Linked DNA regions of Sus scrofa: region 2 is linked to region 1. A link is a contact called in public HiChIP or PLAC-seq data. All regions are on one chromosome and are shown on one strand. Each heading gives the region's core, a stretch centred on a gene start, on an enhancer-like site or on the middle of the called end of the contact. The rest is flanking DNA. Distances are from core to core; before and after follow the strand shown.

Region 1 (6,593 bases), core at 857-3,356:
GAATAAATTTCTCCAGGGAGTTTCTGTCATGGCTCAGTGGTTAATGAACCCAACTAGTATCCATGAAGATTCAAATTCGATCCCTGGCGTCATTCAGTGGGTTAGGGCTCTGGCATTGCTGTGGCTGTGGCGTAGGTCAGTGGTTACAGCTCCAATTAGACCCCTAGCCTGTGAACTTCCATATGCTGCAGGTGTGGACCCAAAAAAACAATAAAGAAATAAATAAATTTCTCCAGGTCCAGTCTCTCATCTGAGTTATATAGTCTTGGGCATCCCCCAAAATAGTGCCCCATCAATATCCCAGCCACAGCAAAGCCAGATCTGAGCCACATGTGTGACCTGTGTTGCAGCCTGATCCTTAACCCACTAAGCGAGACCAGGGATCAAAGTGGCATCCTCGCAGACAGTATGCTGGGTTCTTAACCCAACTGAGCCACAGTGGGAACTCCGGAATGCTTCTATTTTCCTTTTTTTTTTTTTAATCATCAATCAGTTAGCAAATCCTGACATAATCTGAATTGTGTTTTGTAATGATAGTTTCTTATTATCTTTCTCTTTTATTTTTTTCAGTGACACTTACCAATATCTAACATGCTGTATATAATTCTTATTTACTGTCAGCTTCTCCCCACAAGAATGTAAGCTCCCCGAGGAGAGATTTTTGCCTGTTGTTTACTACAGTATTCCCATCATTCGGTATTTATTGGATAAATTGAGCACTTACTATGTGTCAGGCATTATGCTTTGCATTACATGCAGAATCCCATTTAAATTTTACCATACTGGCTAGGTGTTTTATGTTCTGATTTTGAGATATTAAAACTCAATTTAATTTTTAAAAGGTTAGGTGACTTGGCCAAAGTCACACAACTCAGTGGTTAATAGGTGGTAGAACCAGGCTATAGTTTGCCCTCAGACTTTGCAGCCTATCTATATGCCTTTAATAATATTCATATTCTTTAAATTTCAAGACATTCCCTAATATCAAGACCCTCAGCCTATCTTACTTTTCTATCAGAAACCTGATCCAGTTAAACTGCCCCTGGGAGCATATGTATCTTATAACTTTCCTCCAGATTTTGTTGAGATAAACTCCCTATAGAAATCTTATCCAGCCCTTCACTCTGTGATCCAGTGCAACTTGTACCTCTTTTAACAAATCATTCCTGAATACATCCCTTTCCAGGATACAGTAAGGAATTCCTGTTCTTATTAGCCACATGGTTTGGGGTTCTTGATCATATAATTAGTCTTACACTGTGTCCCACTGCTCGTATCTTGTTGGCACACTAAAGGGTCAATAAATGGGAGCCATTCTAACTTTCTTGCATTCCCATCTGAGCCCTGAAGGCAGTTTTCCAGGGTGCATACTTTTACGCAGTGTGCATGTGTTTCTCCCTCCGCTCCCAGTCCCACTGAAAACGTCTTTAAAATGCTAACGATTCAGTTGGGAAGGAAGCACGCAGAGAAGACGTAAACATTAAGATGATGTGTACACTGGGCTAAAATGAACATGTCCGCTGACGGAGGAGTGCGTGAAGGTAGGCTGAGGGGCGTCGCGGGACGGCCTCACGGAGGGCCTCAGGGTGGCGGGGGTCTCGCGCTGCGCCTCGGTAGGAAAGTCTGAAGTGTTTTCGGCCTGCCGCTGTCCTCGGCCTCGGGCTCGCCTTCCCGCAGGGCCACGTGCCAGTGTTTTAGTCTCATCGCGCCTGGGGCCCCTAGAAACGGTTAATAACCGCCTTCCCCAACTAGGCCTCTCCCCTCCATCTTTGTGCGGACGGGAGGGGCGAGGACGCCAGGTGTAGCGGCCAGGCGAAATCGGGCGGGTAAAACCAGGCCCCCAACCCCAACAGTCAAGTTTTCAAAAAGCCCGCGCGTGCCGCCCCAGGTGGCATCCGTTGGGAACAGCCCCCAGCGCGTCCCCGATCAACCCTCCCGCCCCCCACCCGCCGTGGCAGGTCCAAGGCGGGAGGAGGCGTGGGGGTTGCAAGCAAACTCCGCACACGGGGAGCGCGGGGGCCAGCGCGCATTGGGGAGCGCGCCCATCCGGCGGCTGCCGAAAACGGAAGTGAGTGCGAGCGGGTCGCGGTGATTGGCTGAACCGACACGTCTCTCAAGGGGCTGGCGCGAACGCCACTGCGGAGTTGGGCGAGGGGATACGGCAAGGGGAGGGGGAAAAATCACTGGGAACAGCCGCGGAGCAGGGAACGAATGAATCACGGACGTTCGCGAAGGGCAGCGAGAGTCCGTAGTCAGGGCGCACTGGGGATCCCGAGAGTGAAAGCGGGAGGTAGAGGCGGCGGCGGCAGCAGCACAGGCCGAGGGCTTGAATAGACCGCGGAGGGCGGGGAGTCAGTGATCAAGAGCGGCGCTGCGGTACGGTAGGCGGGACTAATGAGTGCGAGGCGGGGATTGGCGAGCAGCCCTGGGCTGCCGTACGTCGGCGGTGACGCACGCCTCGGGGAGGGTGCGCGCGCGTTCAGCGGCCTCTTTGTGTGGTGCCCAGATAGGGGAGCGGAGGTAGTGGCGGCGGTAGCGGCGGTCTCGGTTGTCTTCCAGTCTCCTCCGCTCGCCCTCTAACCGGCACCTCTCCCCTTCCCTCCCCCTTCCTCTCTTCCTCTTTCCCTTCCCTCCCCTTCTTCCCTTCCCCGTCGGTGGCCGGCGGGGGCGGCTCCAGCAACGGCTGGGCCCAAGCTGTGAAGAGGCCTTAGCCAACGATAACGGCGACGGCGAAACCTCGGAGCTCGCAGGGCGGGGGGAAGGCCCGGGCCGTGGAGATGGAGAATTCCCAGTTGTGTAAGCTGTTCATAGGCGGCCTCAACGTGCAGACGAGTGAGTCGGGCCTGCGCGGCCACTTTGAGGCCTTTGGGACCCTGACAGACTGCGTGGTGGTGGTGAACCCCCAGACCAAGCGCTCCCGTTGCTTCGGCTTCGTGACCTACTCCAATGTGGAGGAGGCCGATGCCGCCATGGCTGCCTCGCCCCATGCCGTGGACGGCAACACGGTGGAGCTGAAGCGGGCGGTGTCCCGGGAGGATTCGGCGCGGCCCGGTGCTCACGCCAAGGTGAAGAAGCTCTTTGTCGGGGGCCTTAAGGGAGACGTGGCCGAGGGCGACCTGATCGAGCACTTCTCGCAGTTTGGCACCGTGGAAAAGGCCGAGATTATTGCCGACAAGCAGTCGGGCAAGAAGCGGGGCTTCGGCTTCGTCTATTTTCAGAATCACGACGCGGCAGATAAGGCCGCGGTGGTGAAGTTCCATCCGATCCAGGGCCATCGCGTGGAGGTGAAAAAGGCTGTCCCCAAGGAGGATATCCACTCCGGTGGGGGCGGAGGCGGCTCGCGGTCCTCGCGGGGCGGCCGTGGCGGCCGGGGTCGCGGCGGCGGTCGTGACCAGAACGGCCTGTCTAAGGGCGGTGGCGGCGGTTACAACAGCTACGGGGGTTACGGCGGCGGCGGCGGCTACAACGCCTACGGAGGCGGCGGCGGCGGCTCGTCCTACGGTGGAAGCGACTACGGTAACGGCTTCGGCGGCTTCGGCAGCTACAGCCAGCACCAGTCCTCCTATGGGCCCATGAAGAGCGGCGGCGGCGGCGGCGGAGGCAGCAGCTGGGGCGGTCGCAGTAACAGTGGACCTTACAGAGGCGGCTATGGCGGTGGGGGTGGCTATGGAGGCAGCTCCTTCTAAAAAATTTTAAACGTGTGGGAGTGGATATGGGGGTAGCTCTTTCAACCACCCAAGTAGGGTCAACTCCTAAGTTCCTTCCCCTCCCAGCACCTTCCTTATTTTGCCCTTGGTGGGGAGCCACTCGTATGGCTGCTTACCCGTGGGGGTGTTGCCCTATTTGCCTGCCACCTCTCGTCTCTCCCTTTGAAGATGGACTTGGCCCCACATACACATTTTTGTGTTACAGTCATTGATGGACTCTATTTTTTTATTATTACTTGGACCTTGGTCGTTTTTATACTAGCAAAATGTCTTGTTTTAATTTGTGTTTTTTTGGGGGGGAGGGAGTGAACTTGCTGATTCTGTAGCAAAACCTGGGCGGGGGTTGGGGGGGTAGTTTACTTTGTTGTAAGGACTTGATACCTGGCTACAGCGTTTTCTATGAAATCTACTTGGATCCCATGCCCGAAATTTGGAAGCATATGTACAAAAATCATTTTTACGTTTTATTTTTAATAAATCATTGTGTTTGACCGTACATGTCTAACATTTTTTTCCTAGGATCCATTCCGTACCGTTTTAAGGGATGTTGAAAATTTTTCGTGTTAATTCTTAATTCTTGATGTGTACTTAGAGAAACTTTTAAAAGGTCCTGTGGGTTTTTTTTCCTTCCTGTTACACTGCTAGTGACGTGTTGAATTTTATCCCTTACAGGCAAAACTTTTGAAGTGGTGGATGTGGCTTTTTAAAATCTTTAAAGTTTCTCTGCATCCATCTCTTGTACTAAGCGATTTGCTTATCATCTTGACATGGTTGGTTACTTCTTTCTATGAGAATTTACTTCAAAGTATGTACTGTGTAGTTCTAAATAGTTTGTGTTAAGCATGTGTTTTCATTCATATAAACTGTTGAGAATTTTCAGATGGCCTAGATTCATCCCTTTTACTGGTTTGTCTGTAATGAATGGTTACAAATAAGGGTTCTATTTTACCCTCAACTAAATGCATTTTTGTATTTTCAGAGCAGGTTTAAATGTTTTTTTTTTTCCTATAGCTGAAATGTCCTCATGGAAATCCTTCCCCCAACCTTTGTAGCACCATCTACTGGCAGAATGGCAGTATATCTGCAAAACAATTTGTTTAAAAACTTGTTTAACAAGGACAGTTGCATCAGATTTAGAAGTTTTGCCATCGAAGATCTGTGCAGACTTTGGTTATGTATTTACTTGTAACTAAGATGGGCTTTCCAGGAATGTAGTTATCAGTCCATATCACAATTGCCCTTTCTACATGAGATTTGAAAATGTAAACTGCTATGCATAGCTTGGGCAGTGGCCCCAAATTGCTATGACAACTAATGAACCAGCTATGTGTACTGGTATCTTACTTAGGTGCAAGTTGTAAAGCAAAACATCTGTGTATTCTGCTTGGTTAACAAATGTATATTTGTAGCCCTTTCATGCAATAGAATTCAAGTTGTTGTTTATAAAAAGCAAAACAAAACAATGATATAGGAGAAAATTGCCTTCCTGGATAGAAATATAGAATAGCAACGTTTATGGATATCGCAAATAAAGAATTCATTTCTTTACATGATCGAGTGAGAGTATGTATAACCTGGTGGGTGTGTTCTAAGTACCTATTATTCTAGTACCTACATTTGATTTAATGTTACGGTAAAATACTTGGAATTTTGCATTGAAAGCCCAAAGCTATATGTATTAAGCTTTCTGAAGGGAGATTATTGAGCTTTAAAAAGTAAAGGAGTATATTGACCCTTTTTCTCTTAGTTCTTGTCACTATATTAAGATTTAATTCTTGCTAATCTCCCCCCCCCACACACACACCCAGTGCTAGGGCTCTCCTTTCAAGAGATAGAGAGGTTTCAAGATTGCTTGATGAGTTAAGGCTAAGCAGTCACTTTGACAAAGGGTAGCTGATGCTTGGTTCATATATTAAGTTCCTCTACTGCAAATGGGATAGATGTTTTTGCACATTGAGTAAGTTAGAGTCAACTCTTGCTCTCAAATGGTTTTACAATTTGCTTAAATTTCTGTTTTTTATTCTTAGTAAAATGCGTCATACTGTTTCTTCATTTGGTTATTTGGTCTAGCTTGTTGGGGGCTCTAAGATACAGAAAATAATATGCTCAAATTTTTTATTATTACTCTGCTTGCCTATTACTCAGTTTTAGAAGAAGGATCTACTTTTCTGGTTCAGTTGCAATAGTCCACCTTTTGGAGGGTTTTCAAAGTTTAATAAGGTTGTCATTTTGTATTTCTAACAGTGACTTCTGAAAAATTACGGAAAAGGATTTCCTTTGAGTTAGAAAAGTGACTTAAGTGTTGTGTTTGGTATGTTGTCACTATATTGTATACACCTTTACAAATTTGTAATCTGGGTTGGTACTTAGTGAAGACAAAAATAGTGGTATTGTGGGGTTGCCTTTATGGCTCAGCGGTTAACGAACCTGACTAGGATCCTTGAGGATTCGGGTTCAATCCCTGGCCTCGCTCAGTGGGTTAGGGATCCGGCGTTGCCGTGAGCTGTGGTGTGGGTCGGAGTCACAGCATTGCTGTGGCTGTGGTGTAGGCCAGCAGCTGTAGCTTTGATTCGACCCCTAGCCTGAGAACTTTCATATGCCACGGGTGCAGCCCTAAAAAGCAAAAAAAAAAAAAAAAAAAATTCCCAAAATTCCTCTAGTCAGTTTTTATGGAAGTGTTTTGGCATGTGGGATGTAATTACTTTTATTTTTGGACTCTTAAGAATTCATAGCGGGAGATGGTACAGAACCTAGTCAGTTGAGTATTGAATACAGTTTTTGTGCTTATGCTTGAATATAATTTGAAAGATGAGCAAAGTAAAAATGAACCTGCTTTTTGTTTTGCAGTTGTGAAGAACTTTTGCATTTACAGTGTTTTAGTATAAA
Region 2 (6,767 bases), core at 1,086-3,585, 450 kb before region 1:
TAGTCTGACAGCTGCTGCTCCGATTAGACCCCTAGCCTGGGAACCTCCATATGCTGCGGGTATGGCCCTAAAAAGACAAAAGACAAAACACACACACACACACACACACACACACACACACACACACAAACCCAACCCTGTAAACAGTATATACCACTTGAAGTTCTGAAAGGATAAATTAAAAATATAACTCCTGAGTTAAGAAACACAGATCATCTTCTCTCTAAATAGTTTTTTTGATAGTCAAGATGTATCTTATTTCATTTATTTACTTATTTAATTTTTTTTTTCACTCATCTTTTTGGCTACGCCAGCAGCATATGGAAATTCCTGGGCCAGGGATGGAATCTGAGCTGCAGCTGAGACCTATACCAGAGCTATGGAGACACGAGATCCTTAACACGGGAACTCTTAGATGTATCTCATTTTATGTTTTTTTTTTTGGCTGCCCCACAGCATATGGAAGTTTCCTGGTGAGGGATCAGATTCCAGGGGGCAGTTGCTGCCTATGCCACAACTGTGGCAATGCTGGATTCTTAACCCACTGTGCCAGGCTGGGGATCAAACCTGGGTTCTGGTGCTCCAGAGACACTGCTGATCCGGTTGAGCCACAAAAGCTACTTTATAGCTGATATGAGTGCTGAATAATTTTTTTCTTTTTTTAAATTTATTTTTATTTTATGTTGGAGTGTAGTTGATTTACAATGTTGTGGTAGTTTCAGGTAAACAGCAAAGTTATACATATACAACATTTATTCTTTTTCAGATTCTTTCCCCATGTAGATTATTACAGAATATTGAGTAGAGTTCCCTGTGCTGTACAGTATGTCCTTGTTGATTATTTTATTTTTGGCTGCACCTGCAGCATGCCAAGGATGCCAAATTCTCAGACCAGGGATCCAACTCATGCCACAGGAATGACAATGCAGGATCCTTAACCAACAGGCCACTTGGGAACTCCAGTTAGCAATTTGATATATAGCAATGTGTGTATGTTAACCCCAAACTCCTAATTTATCCTACCCCCTTTAAATTATAAGTTTAAAACAAATATAAAATGTGTATCACTTGTGAAACAGGAAAAAAATTAGTATTTTGCCTTCATATACTGCATAGTATGGTGCAATAAAGTTGACTTTATGAAACAATCTTTAATAATAGATGTTAATCTAAACAACATTCTTTACCTAAAATCACTTCTATTTAACACCCAAAGAATGACAAAAGTGGCTTAAAACGTTCCCAGGGATACTATGAAAGGGTGAAAAACAACACAAGATTAAAAATGTTTATGTAATGTTTAAGAACCATGGGTTTTTGAGTCAGAGCTGGGTTATAATCTAGATGCTCTCCTTGGGAAAATGATCTGAACTCTCTAAACTTTCAATTCTTTCATCTGTAAAATTGCGGGAGTACCCGTCGTGGCACAGTGGAAACGAATCCGAATAGGAACTATGAGGTTGTGTGTTCGCTCCCTGGCCTCGCTCAGTGGGTTAAGGATCCGGTGATGCCTTCCCTGAGCTGTGGTGTAGATTGCAGAGGTGGCTCGGATCTGGCGTTGCTGGGACTGTGATGTAGGCTGGCAGCTGCAGCTCCAATTCTACCCCTAGCCTGGGAACCTCCATATGCAGCGAGTGCGGCCCTAAAAAGCCAAACAAAACAAAACAAAACAAAAACAAAACAAAAAACCCAAACCGAAAACCAAACCAAAACAAAAAACCCCAAAAAACAAACAATTGGGATGATACAATATCATAAGTCTGTTTTAATGGTCAAACCAGATTTTGTAGAAGTACAGAACCTGTCACAAGGTAAACCCTCAATACATGTTAGTTATCTTCCCCACTTCTGGGTTAAGGAAGAGGGTGGATAAAGAGGAAGAAGTCTCCACCTGCGGCCTACTTCCTTAAGGAAAAATCTGTAGGCTACCAGTTATCTTTGCTAGATACATACATCACTTTGCATGCCCACTAAGTACATTCCATCTTTCGTTCAGTCACGTCACTCTTAAGGTGCAGGGCTCTGTCCTTTCTGCACTTTCTTGGCCCCTACTCCCAAACCGCGCTTCCCAGTCCACTTTTCCTAGTCACTCATTCCTTTCTGCCCCGCCTAGAAATCCTGGCTTTCACCCCTCTTTCTTGATCTGACTTTCCCGCCCTAGAAGTTCTTGGCCAATCGGAGAATAAATTTGTCTCATCTCTCCAGGCCTCTTAGAGAGGCTAGGAGGAGGGCGACTTGTGATTGGTCTCTCCGGAGCCAGAGTTCGCCAATAACGTGCGGACTTTTTGGTGAACCGGGGCAGCTAGTATTGTCGCTGGTGATTGGCTGGAGTGGCTGAAACCCAAAAATGGCTGCGAGCCCCTCTGTAGTCCCAGTGACTGCTGTAATGCCGGTCCTGTCATCGAGTGGCGATTTCTCAAATTTGCGAGAAATTAAAAAGCAGCTGCTACTTATCGCGGGCCTTACCCGCGAGCGGGGCCTACTGCACAGTAGCAAATGGTGAGAGGTCGGGGTCCGGGGAGGACCGGGCTTGGCATCCTTGGCCTTGGGGAGCTCGAGCTGATTCAATTTGGTTGGATGTTCCAGGTCAGCGGAGTTGGCCTTCTCCCTTCCAGCGTTGCCTCTGTCCGAGCTGCAGCCGCCGCCGCCTATTACAGAGGTAAGGACATCTTAGCGGGTCCTCCCCATCATCAGAAGAGATCCTGAGTGCCTTGTCACCAGTTGGGAACATACTGCCTGGCAGGAATGTTGGGTAGAGGGAATTCAAGCTTTTAAAGAGCTAAGTGTTTTAAGCTATTTTATCTAAATGTTTTAGCTAAGCTTTAAAGACTTAGTAGTGTCCTTAGTTAAGCTGGAGAGAGTTAGTAAACAATCCTTGCTTAAGATTCCAGCCTTTTAGGTTTCAGAGCCCAACAAGGAGAAGAATCAGAGGTTTTTACAACAGTGCGAAACCAGCTTTGGATTCAGACAGCTCTAGGTTCAAATATCAGCCATAGTAGTAACTTTTGACAACTTACTAACCTCCTGAGACAAAGATACCTTATCTGTGAAATGCAGATAATAGTATTTACTTTACAGGGATATTGAGAGATTTAAATGAGGAATACATTTTAGGTACTATATACAGCATACGTTTACATAGTCTCAATAGTCTGAAAGATTTTCATCATAATCCATTTTGTTTTTCCTGAAGCTGCCGTTTTTTTGACACACCCTTTACACGTAAAAACAAGAAATATTTAATCCAAAAGGTATTTGGAGGTCAGAGGGGCAGGAGAAGAAATAAGCAAATGATGAATAGGTGTGAAAAGGGCCACTAGAATCCTAAGCTGAAATGGCCATATTTAGGACACATGATCATCCAGTGACAAAAACATTGGATACATTTTGGTTCCAGTTTCATGCTGGTAATACATGCGCAAGGAGGATGAGGAGAATGAAATTATTAAAATTTTGATCAGCTTATCCCTAGAATTCATGGGGATTGTATGTTTTTACCTTAAATGTGCATCATTTCATTTTTTTTTTAAATAGAGAATTTGCTTTTGCAATACTAACATGTTAAAACTTTATCCAAGTACAAAAATTATAAGTAACTGCACAATATATTGTATTTTTGTGGAAATTTAAAAGCCTAGAGAAGGAAGGGAATGCCAGTATTAATGCTTGACATTTTTCATGACGTTTTCACTTTTTCCTCATATCAAATCTGTATTACTTGCTCATTTTACAGACAAGTGAATACTCTGTGAAGTTAAGTTTAACTTAACTTCTCTACTATGTCTTTTTTTTTCCCCCTTTTATGGCTGCACCTGCAGCATATTTAAGTTCCTGGGCTAGGGGTGGAATCTGAGCTGCAGCCGCAGGCCTACACTCCAGCCACAGCAACACCAGATCTGAGCCACTTCTGCAAACTACAGAGCAGCTTGTGGCAATGTTGGATCCTTAACCCACTGGGCAAGGCCAGGGATCAAATCCACATCCTCATGGATTCTAGTTAGGTTCTTAACCTGCTGAGCTGCAACAGGAAGTCCCCCCCACACTTTTTATTTTTATTTTATTTATATATTATTTATTTATTTTTTGTCTTTTTGCTATTTCTTTGGGCCGCTCCCGCGGCATATGGAGGTTCCCAGGCTAGGGGTCGAATTGGAGCTGTAGCTGCTGGCCTACATCACAGCCACAGCAACTCGGGATCTGAGCTACGTCTGCGACCTACACCACAGCTCAGGGCAACGCCAGATCCTTAGCTCACTGAGCAAGGCCAGGGATCGAACCTGCAACCTCATGGTTCCTAGTCGGATTCTTTAACCACTGAGGCACAATGGGAACTCGCCCACTTTTTATTTTGAAAGAAAAAAAATTTCTGTGACCTTACTTGATAAATAAATAAATAATATCAGGTTTTGGGAAGGAAGAAAATAATTTTTTCTTACATCTTGAAATTAATGAATATGCTTCTTGGAATTGAACTTTTGTTGTCCTGTTCTCAACCAATTACATAAACTTGTCTCTTTTTTAGGAGGATGCCCAGGATATGGATGCTTACACTCTAGCCAAGGCCTACTTTGATGTTAAAGAATATGATCGGGCAGCACATTTCCTACATGGCTGCAATAGCAAGAAAGCCTATTTCCTGTACATGTATTCTAGATACCTGGTGAGGGCCGTTTTAAGATGTCATTCTGTTATTAGGGAAGCATTCACATTTGTTACCTGAGTGGAAAATGTTTAATCTTTTAAATAGCTTAGCAGTAGTCTACTTGGTGAAGGTACTTTATAAATATTTAACAATAATAAAGAAAATATCATAAGAAAAGTAAAAAAACAATGATGGTATGAAAAAATATAAAAATAATGAGGATATTCTTTATTGACAGAGTTGTGGGGCAAAAGACCCTCTGTTTCAGGAATAGAAGTTCATACAGCCATTTTAGAAGTCAATTTTGGCAGATTATGTTAATTTGAAATACCATGACCAAATAATTCTTTTTTTTTTCTTTTTTAGCTACACTCTTGGCATGTAGAAGTTCCTAGGCCAGGGATTGAATTCAAGCCAGAGCTGCAACCTATGCCACAGCTGTCACCTACATCACAGCTGTGGCAATGCCAGATCCTTAATCCTCTGCGCCAGGGATCAAACCCAGGCCTTCACTTTTGACCAAAGGCGCTGCAGCAGCGGTCAGATCCTTAACTCATAGTGGGAACTCCAAACAATTCTTCTTAATTTTTGTTGTTGTTGTTGTCTTTTTAGGGCCACACCCGCAGCATATGGAAGTTCCCAGGCTAGGGGTCAAATTGGAGCTACACCTACTGGCCTACACTACAGCCACAGCAACACAGGATCCAAGTTGCATCTGAGACCTACACCACAGCTCACAGCAACATCTGATCCTTAACCCACTGAGGGAGGCCAGGGATCGAACCCGTGTCCTCATGGATACTAGTCGGATTTGTTTCCACTGAGCCGCAATGGGAGCTCACTCCAATAGAAATATGTCAATGTATGCACAAGGATATATGTACAGGGCTGTTCATTGATGTATTTTTTGTAATAGCCAAAACAATGTCAATAACCATTTCTTAATATCCATTAGTTAAGAAATTCATTGTTAATTTTTTCCTGAAGTGTTCTTATTATAATGTTGTAGAATGATTTAGCATTCCTGCAGTCCTTTGAGCAGTAAATTCTACCCTAAGCAGGAGCTTGTCTTCTCTTTCTTTTATTGATATATTTATCTATTATCAGTATGAACTTAAGGATTCCTGTATTTTTGCATTCATTACTATATTTATCATTTTGGTACTCAAATTACTCCAGATTTGACCAGTGGGAGCCCTAAATAGTTGTTTAAAATTAGTGGTCAATAGGAGTTCCTGTTTTGGCTCAGTGCGATAAGAACCCACCTAGTATCCTTGAGATGTGGGTTCGATCCCTGGCCTTTTCAGTGGGTTAAGGATCCAGTGTTACTGAGAGCTGCGGTGTAGGTCACAGACACAGCTCAGATCTAGTGTTGTAGTGGCTGTGGTGTAGGCCTGTAGCTGCTAAAAAGAAAAAAAAAATTAGTGATCAATAGCAAATGTTGAATCCTTAACCCACTGCATCACAAGAAAACTCCCACAGATATCATTTCGGTTGGACTTGGGCCCTTGAGGTCGAATCAGACCGCTAGTTTTAGAACGGGTTTCAGAATAAACTAAAAAAAGACCTATTTATTGATTTCTCTTACAGTCTGGGGAAAAGAAGAAGGATGATGAAACAGTTGACAGCCTAGGTATGAATTTCTTTCTCTTACCTCTAGACTAAAGCAGGGGTTGCAAACTCAAATGCCTATAGGACCCAGGCAGGTATTATAAATGTGGGAAGTGAGCTTAGTTAGAGTCTGCAAATTGTAGAGCACAACTGTCTGTTGTCACCTGGTTCCCTCTGAAGGCTGCCTTGTGGGAATATGGGCCTGCTGTTGTCCGGGGCTTTCTTCCCTAGCCCTACCCTGTTTCCTGCACCTTGAATCTGAATATTTCCATATTTAGTTGAGGCTTCAAATTTTTCTTTTCTTTTTTTTTTTGGTCTTTTTGCTATTTCTTTGGGCCACTCCCGCAGCGTATGGAGGTTCCCAGGCTAGGGGTCGAATCAGAGCTGTAGCCACCGGCCTACGCCAGAGCCACAGCAATGCTGGATCTGAGCTGCGTCTGCAACCTACACCACAACTGACGGCAACGCCGGATCGTTAACCCACTGAGCAAGGGCAGGGACCGAACCCGCAATC

The links. HiChIP or PLAC-seq counts read pairs in DNA pulled down with a chosen protein or histone mark.
Region 2: an H3K27ac HiChIP or PLAC-seq map of skeletal muscle shows a contact between it and region 1, with 3 times the contacts expected there. The contact joins the promoter of CDC23 here to the promoter of HNRNPA0 in region 1. A contact is called at or near these places in 1 of 47 Hi-C or Micro-C datasets (heart right ventricle) and 1 of 2 datasets of contacts at active chromatin or transcription factors (skeletal muscle).

Annotation. Positions count from the first base shown.
Region 1 is chr2:139,778,529-139,785,121 of Sscrofa11.1, reverse strand. It overlaps HNRNPA0 (heterogeneous nuclear ribonucleoprotein A0), which reads left to right and starts at 2,106. Exons shown (of 1, transcript XM_003123970.5): 1 at 2,106-5,257. The coding sequence starts at 2,778. The coding sequence ends at 3,686. All of the region lies in intron 1 of KLHL3 (kelch-like protein 3), which reads left to right.
Region 2 is chr2:140,226,343-140,233,109 of Sscrofa11.1, reverse strand. It overlaps CDC23 (cell division cycle 23), which reads left to right and starts at 2,335. Exons shown (of 16, transcript NM_001267826.1): 1 at 2,335-2,499; 2 at 2,587-2,659; 3 at 4,523-4,660; 4 at 6,233-6,275. The coding sequence starts at 2,348.